Regions from separate parts of the Gossypium hirsutum genome. Here region 1 is linked to region 2. Evidence: chromatin contacts called from public Hi-C data. All regions are on one chromosome and are shown on one strand. The core of a region is the stretch at or near the end of the contact, and the rest is flanking DNA. Distances in the headings are between cores, read along the strand shown.

Region 1 (3,101 bases), core at 546-3,045, 170 kb after region 2:
AAAGCTAAAAGCATTTGTAGGCGTTTTGCCTTTTAAAAAGTCTAATGTATGAGCACAAACTCTGTTGCTTTTCCTTCATACAGACTTCTTAATTGAATCAATGAATCTTTTGTCTGCAATGTCGTTGCTTGAGATGTAATCAAGAAAATCTCTGAAACTGAACTCGTTGTAGGAGACAGGATGTTGCTCATCCACAAGCTCTGGTGCTGGTCCTATTTTCTTGTTTATAGGTAGACTGTGAAGACTTGCTATGGACAACCGCTTGTTCTCCGCGCTTAGAGTCACTTGATGAACAACACTCTTGTACTGTCCATTGCTCATCACTTCTATTTGATCTCCCAATTGGACTAGTAAGGCGCCTTCAACAAATGGAACAGAGAGCCATTTCTTCTTGTTGTCCTGTAGCTGTAGCCCTGGGCCACTCTGAAGCAGGACAGTTAGCGTTCCGTAATCTGAGTGTGGTGGCATACCTAATGTGAGGTCTGGTTCAGGACAAGCTGGATAGCAATTAATGGCCATTAGTTGATTGCCTTCTTCAATTTCCTTCTGTAAGTTGCCAAAGTTCAATCCTAAAGTTTCTAAGATGGCTTCCATCAGTTGCTTGTGTAGCACTTGTACTGCCTTTGCGTAGTTTCCCATTTTATCCCTTAGGGAAAAAATAGTTTAAAGTCAATGCATCACAATAGTTTGAGAATGATTGGAAATGCATAAAAAACGGAAACCATGTGTTGCTTCAACAGAAAAGAAAAAAGACAAAAGGAGAAGCTATAATTTGTCTTTTCTATTTCCTCTTTTGTTGTTTCTTCCTTCTGGAAGATTTGGAAGGCATGCATTATAGTTCTTAGACCTAGAAGCTGCCAATTTTAGCCACATTTAAGACTTATGCTTATGAAGTACCAATCAGAATTGCTCCTCTTGTGTTGTTTCCAATTTTGCCCTTAAGATGGAAGGTAATTGCTTCTAACAAATAATTTAAGAGATCCAAGATAATGATGGCTTGCTTACTTGTAACTTGGAGGATTTGAAGGCCATAGATGGATCCAATCAGAAATAGGGTGGGAGTAATGCTTGATGAAGTCTCTCCAATAGTGAACTTTATCGCTTGCATGATTCAAACTAGTACCATACCTTACGGGGTTATGCACATTATCTGATAATAGAGACATTTTCTCCTCGAGAGACAAGTTGAAAAACTCTGTTGCAGCAGCAAGGGCGTCATGGATGACGGGGAGAGGGATGCAATGGTTAACCACCTAAAAAAAAATGTGCGTGCTTTTATGTGGACAATATTATATTAGCATGCATGAATTATGATGTCTTGCTATTATATGTAATATAAATTGTATTGAAGCTTTTTCAGTAAGCAAGCATCCCCCATATATATGTTGTGCTTTGTTGTCTGGGGTGTCAAGTAGAACATATATGGTATAACTGTAAATTTTCAATTTAAACTCATACACCCACATACATATTGTGTGATTCAGTTGGAATGCTAAACCGATAAACACACAAAATAACATTCATAACATCTATCTAATATATGCTGAAAAAAATACAGTTACACTAATGTAGACTTGGGGCTACAGTAAACTAAACTTGCTAACCCTGAATGATACCTGAAAGAACCCAAGTTCCTTACAGGCGCCTTGTATAGTATCAAGTGTTAGAGACCTTTGAGAAGCATGGTGTAAGGTGGAAAGGTCTATAATGGGAAGGGTTGTGGTGAGGTCAAGTGTAAGGTTCGGACGTTGCGATGGAGGAAGAACATAGCGTTGAGGCACATGAGGTACCCTCATCTTGGTAAGTGTCATTACACTAGTAAATAGGTTATCCGAGCATTCTCCCTCTCCTTCCATACTTTGAAATATCTTTGCTAGTAAATAGCGAATGATCAGTTTTAGCAGCCTGTTCTTCCTATTTATATGCTAGACGTAACTATCAGGTTATGTACAGTTGCAATGAATATTGATATGGAGCTGTGATCTTAAACATTATATGTTGCGTGTTCATAAATGCGCAGGAAAGAAGAATATAGCAAGAGAAGCCACAGAAGAACTTTAAGCATGAGGGCGTGAAAAGGACAAAGGTGAACGCGGGACCCACGCGAAAACGCTATGATGTTAAACCTGAATGGGTACCGAAAACAAAGTCGCTGTACATTTGGGGGCTGTGACACCCACACACGCAATTATGGAGCTTGAAGAAGTTTTTAGTATATCACCATATTTATAAACGTCAGACATGAGGCATTTGTTCATGTGGAAACTAGTGGAAGAATTAAAATATTTATATATTTTTTAACTTATTCTGGTATGATATACTGATGTAGTTAACATTGAATTTGTATCAATTCTATGCTGCTGCGTCTACCTTGTTTGAATATGAAGATGATGATGAAATTACATCACTAACCCTCTGTTTCTTCTCTACGAATTCAACTGGAAAAAATTGGCCTAGGAGTGAAGAGCCGCAAGCAAGTCGGTGGTCTCAGGTCATTTTTGTTTGTTGAATACAACATAACCCACACTCCGACGGACTTTACTCCATGTTTCTACTAAAAAACAGTATATTTTTACTACATGAATTTGTTTACTACAATTGGTGCGCAAATCTCAGGATCAGTTTGGACTTTAGCCAATGTCAAAGCCGACAAGACTTAAGTCTTTAACTGCCCACAGGTTTTGGCTTAAAAGGAGGGCTTTTTATTGGGCAGTACTTGTGCATGCAGACCAGGTGATGTATTTCGTTCAAATTTCATGCCTCTGATTTGGGGAAAGCCAGTGGAGAACTCACATCTGTTCGCTATGCAAATTGAGGAGTGTGTTGATGGAAGAGATGGTGGCTGAAAAGACAGAATACCAGGTCAGGTTAATTGTATAGTTGTTGAGTCAGCAGTCAGCAGGAGCTTACCATAAATTGGATGGAAAAACAGAGTAAAGAACAGGTAGACTAGTCTAGAACCATAATTCTCAGTTGCTGCTGGGTTAAGGCTTATCCTTATTGTCCAATTTCTCTTTCTTTCTCTACGGGCTTCAATTTTGAGTGAGGCCATGAATGAACCCACTCTTGCCCATACCCATGATTCACCACAGATCGTCCTG
Region 2 (2,993 bases), core at 403-2,902:
TAATTCTGACTAACACAAATTGCAAATGGTTTTTTAGAACCTTTACTCCAACAGATTCTTTCCAACCAATCCAAATACCACCTGAAAAGCCCACTGCCTCTACTAGTTGTGAGTAATGAAAACCAAGCTTCGCAATAATCAAATCAGCTTTTCCCCTACTGACCCTTGTTTCAATAAGGCTGATCAAATTGGGTTTATGTTCCTGATTGTATTCATGAAAAACCCGAATAAACTTCAAACTAGTACAACCCTGACAATTCCAAGAAAAAATAGTAAAATTCATAGATAATAAATTAAAAGTAAGAGGACTAACCTTTCAAAGGCCAATGGAAGCTTTATATCCCTCATCGTTGGTACTGACCGTATCAGTAAGGGTCTCCACTTACTCACCAATAAGTTTTGCCATGGAATTCATAGCATCATGGAGTGAGGCACGCGAATTTCCAGCAATTTTAAAACGTCCCCTCGTCCACGAATTGTCTTATTTAGCGCTCTACCACTACGCCCTCTTCCTTTTTTATTATCAAGTCCATGTCCTTTTGAAAGAACAGCCAAGATATTAGAGTCACTTGGTCTATTATTCGACTCTGTAACTATGGAATTGTGATCTGAATTTCCTTTAAAAATTACAGCCGAATGTCTTTTGGGATCCAACACGTTAAAATTTAAAACCACCTCTGACTCAATAGGTCCTTCGAATGTATGATTAATATGCAGAGAGGAGTTTTTGTTTTGTGAAATCAGTGTGAGGCCCGACTGCACAATATGGTCTAAGTGTCCTGAATCATTTAAAATCAACTTGCCAGTCGAAATTGGTTGTGACCCGTCCGAATTGAAGCCCATATTATTTTCTAAAATTAAATCCCCATGCGTCCGGCCTTGTCCAGCTTTTCCTTGTTCAACTTCCAAATAGACTAGCCTACTAGCCTTATCTTTCAGCCCAATAAAACTGCTCTGGCCCACTGTTCCTTACCCTTTTTTTCTTTAGTCCGCTGCCCATAATTACCCCCAGGCCTGCTCTCTTTTAATTTCTTGATAAAATCTCATTGTTTAAAAGCAACCTCCTTCAACCCCGAAATTTCAGCCCCCGAATTTCCAACCCCTGATTTCGTAAACTATAGTAATGAGGCGTTACTATCAATATCATGATGACATGTAAAAATCTCATATTTTAATATAATTTTTGAATTTTGATACCGAATAGATATAAATTTTTAAGTTTAAATATTTCTGTATATATTAAACTAGATTAAGCCCGCTCTCTGTTAATGAAATTTGCTAATTTGCTTGGACCTAACAACCCACCGACCGAACCATCAAATGATTACTGGTTAATAAGCCCAACTAAAACTCTTAGTACTAAAAAAGTCGTTAGCCTGGCCCTAAATTTGGGGACAAATTTTTTTTTTGATGAAATCGACTGGTTTTATTTCTTTATTAAAAAAAAAACAATAACAGTAATCAGAAACTCCTACATCTTGGACTTGGATCCAAAATAAACAGGTCCAATAAAACAGAAATCAGGCAAAAACAAAAAGGCCCATAAATAGAGAAAGAAATAAAAAACCTACTCATACTAATACCAGTCGACAGCAACAACTGCCCTTTTAAAGTCACGTCTTGTCATCTGAACCGTCACAACCATTGGAAATAGTAGATAAGCTCAAATCTCATCAAATCTTTAATCTTCAGCTACAAGTTTTCAGAAGAGCCATTTCTTTTACTCTAATCTGGTTCTCTTTGCTTTTTCCTCTCCACTGCTCTTCGAACACTCTCTGGGATGCTGCCCTCCAGGTAATGACTTTCATTTCTCTCTAATACTTATCCAGCAAAAGTATAAGCAAAGAGATTTTCTGATTTTGGAATGAAATGAAAATCCATATTTTGAAAATGTATTTTTAAATTTTGGATATCTCTGATGACTGCTCCGACGATCGATCTATCATAATATGTACTCTGGCATTTTTTAATAACTGTTCTAGAGTCACCCAAGATAATGCATGTAGTTAGGCCCATGGAAATACTTAACCTTATTACCTCTAAACCTGCAAGAGCCTCCGCCGCAAACGGTGATGCAACGTCGACATGGAGTACCGATTTGTAAGCCAATATTTCCCCATCCATCGCTTGGACTATCAACCCCGTAGCTGATCTGAAAGACTGCTGGTCAAAAGCTGCATCAAAATAAATAACTGGGCACGTTCTCTGATCAACCTGTTAAAGAACTCTATCAGAATCTAAGCTAAGTTTTTTCTCTACTCCTTACAACTCTGAAACGTAGCTAACTATTTGATTGGAAATTTCAGTGCTTGTTGTGTTTCTATTTTCATAAAGGAGTTTATTTCGACTTGTCCAGATAATCCATAACCCACGGCAGAAAAGACGACACTGTTCACTTGTCCCCTTGTTGAAAACCCAGGTAAGCCACTCCCATATGCCTTCACTGTTGCTATTAAGCACCCAAGAACACTGTAAATTTCTCCATACTTCCTTTGTTGTAGGGCACTACCAGAAAATATGGAAACTGTCTTCTTCAGTAAGACGACACCTGGGACAATGAGTTTCAACGACTACTCGTTTAGTTTTAAGATTCGCAAAAGTAGGAATATAGTTCCAGGCAACTTTCCAAACTGTAATTTTGATCTTTGAAGGAATATGTAGATTCCATAATTTCCTGTAAAATTTTTTATTCTCGGCCTGTAAATTATAACTACTAGGATCCAGTGTAGTCTGTTATAATAGTTTGTAGGCGCTCCTAATAGAGAAAATTCCAGATGGTTCCCCCCATAATTGGAAATCGTCGTGCTCTGTCCTTGCCAAAGGGATCTGCTTGATTTTTTTTAACAATATCTGCATTGAGTAAGCTGGAATAGATTGAAGGACTGCCTTAATAAAAACCTCCTTTTCTCCCTGCGAAAGATGTTTTATACTCCAATTATCTATTTGTTGCTGTAACCTATCCTTCAGGCTTTCCTCTTTCCTCTTTCCTCTTT

Evidence for each region. Hi-C and Micro-C count contacts between places; a contact is called where the count stands out from the background.
Region 1: a Hi-C map of leaf shows a contact between it and region 2, with 2.2 times the contacts expected there. The contact joins the promoter of LOC107921881 here to the enhancer-like site in region 2. A contact is called at or near these places in 17 of 34 Hi-C or Micro-C datasets (anther, callus, fibers and 4 more).

The regions. Positions count from the first base shown.
Region 1 is chrA12:77,694,161-77,697,261 of Gossypium_hirsutum_v2.1, forward strand. LOC107921881 (2-oxoglutarate-dependent dioxygenase 21, chloroplastic) reads right to left here and starts at 1,796. Exons shown (of 3, transcript XM_041084165.1): 1 at 1,617-1,796; 2 at 1,006-1,253; 3 at 1-646. The coding sequence starts at 1,796. The coding sequence ends at 76.
Region 2 is chrA12:77,526,194-77,529,186 of Gossypium_hirsutum_v2.1, forward strand. It overlaps the pseudogene LOC107919622. Among protein-coding and RNA genes, the nearest start is that of LOC107923935, 6.2 kb to the left of the region's middle. Within about 2 kb of position 1,653, at least 7 of the 9 cell types and tissues checked have an H3K27ac peak or open chromatin away from gene starts, as enhancers often do. A contact at or near this core is called in hypocotyl and leaf, where this site is marked.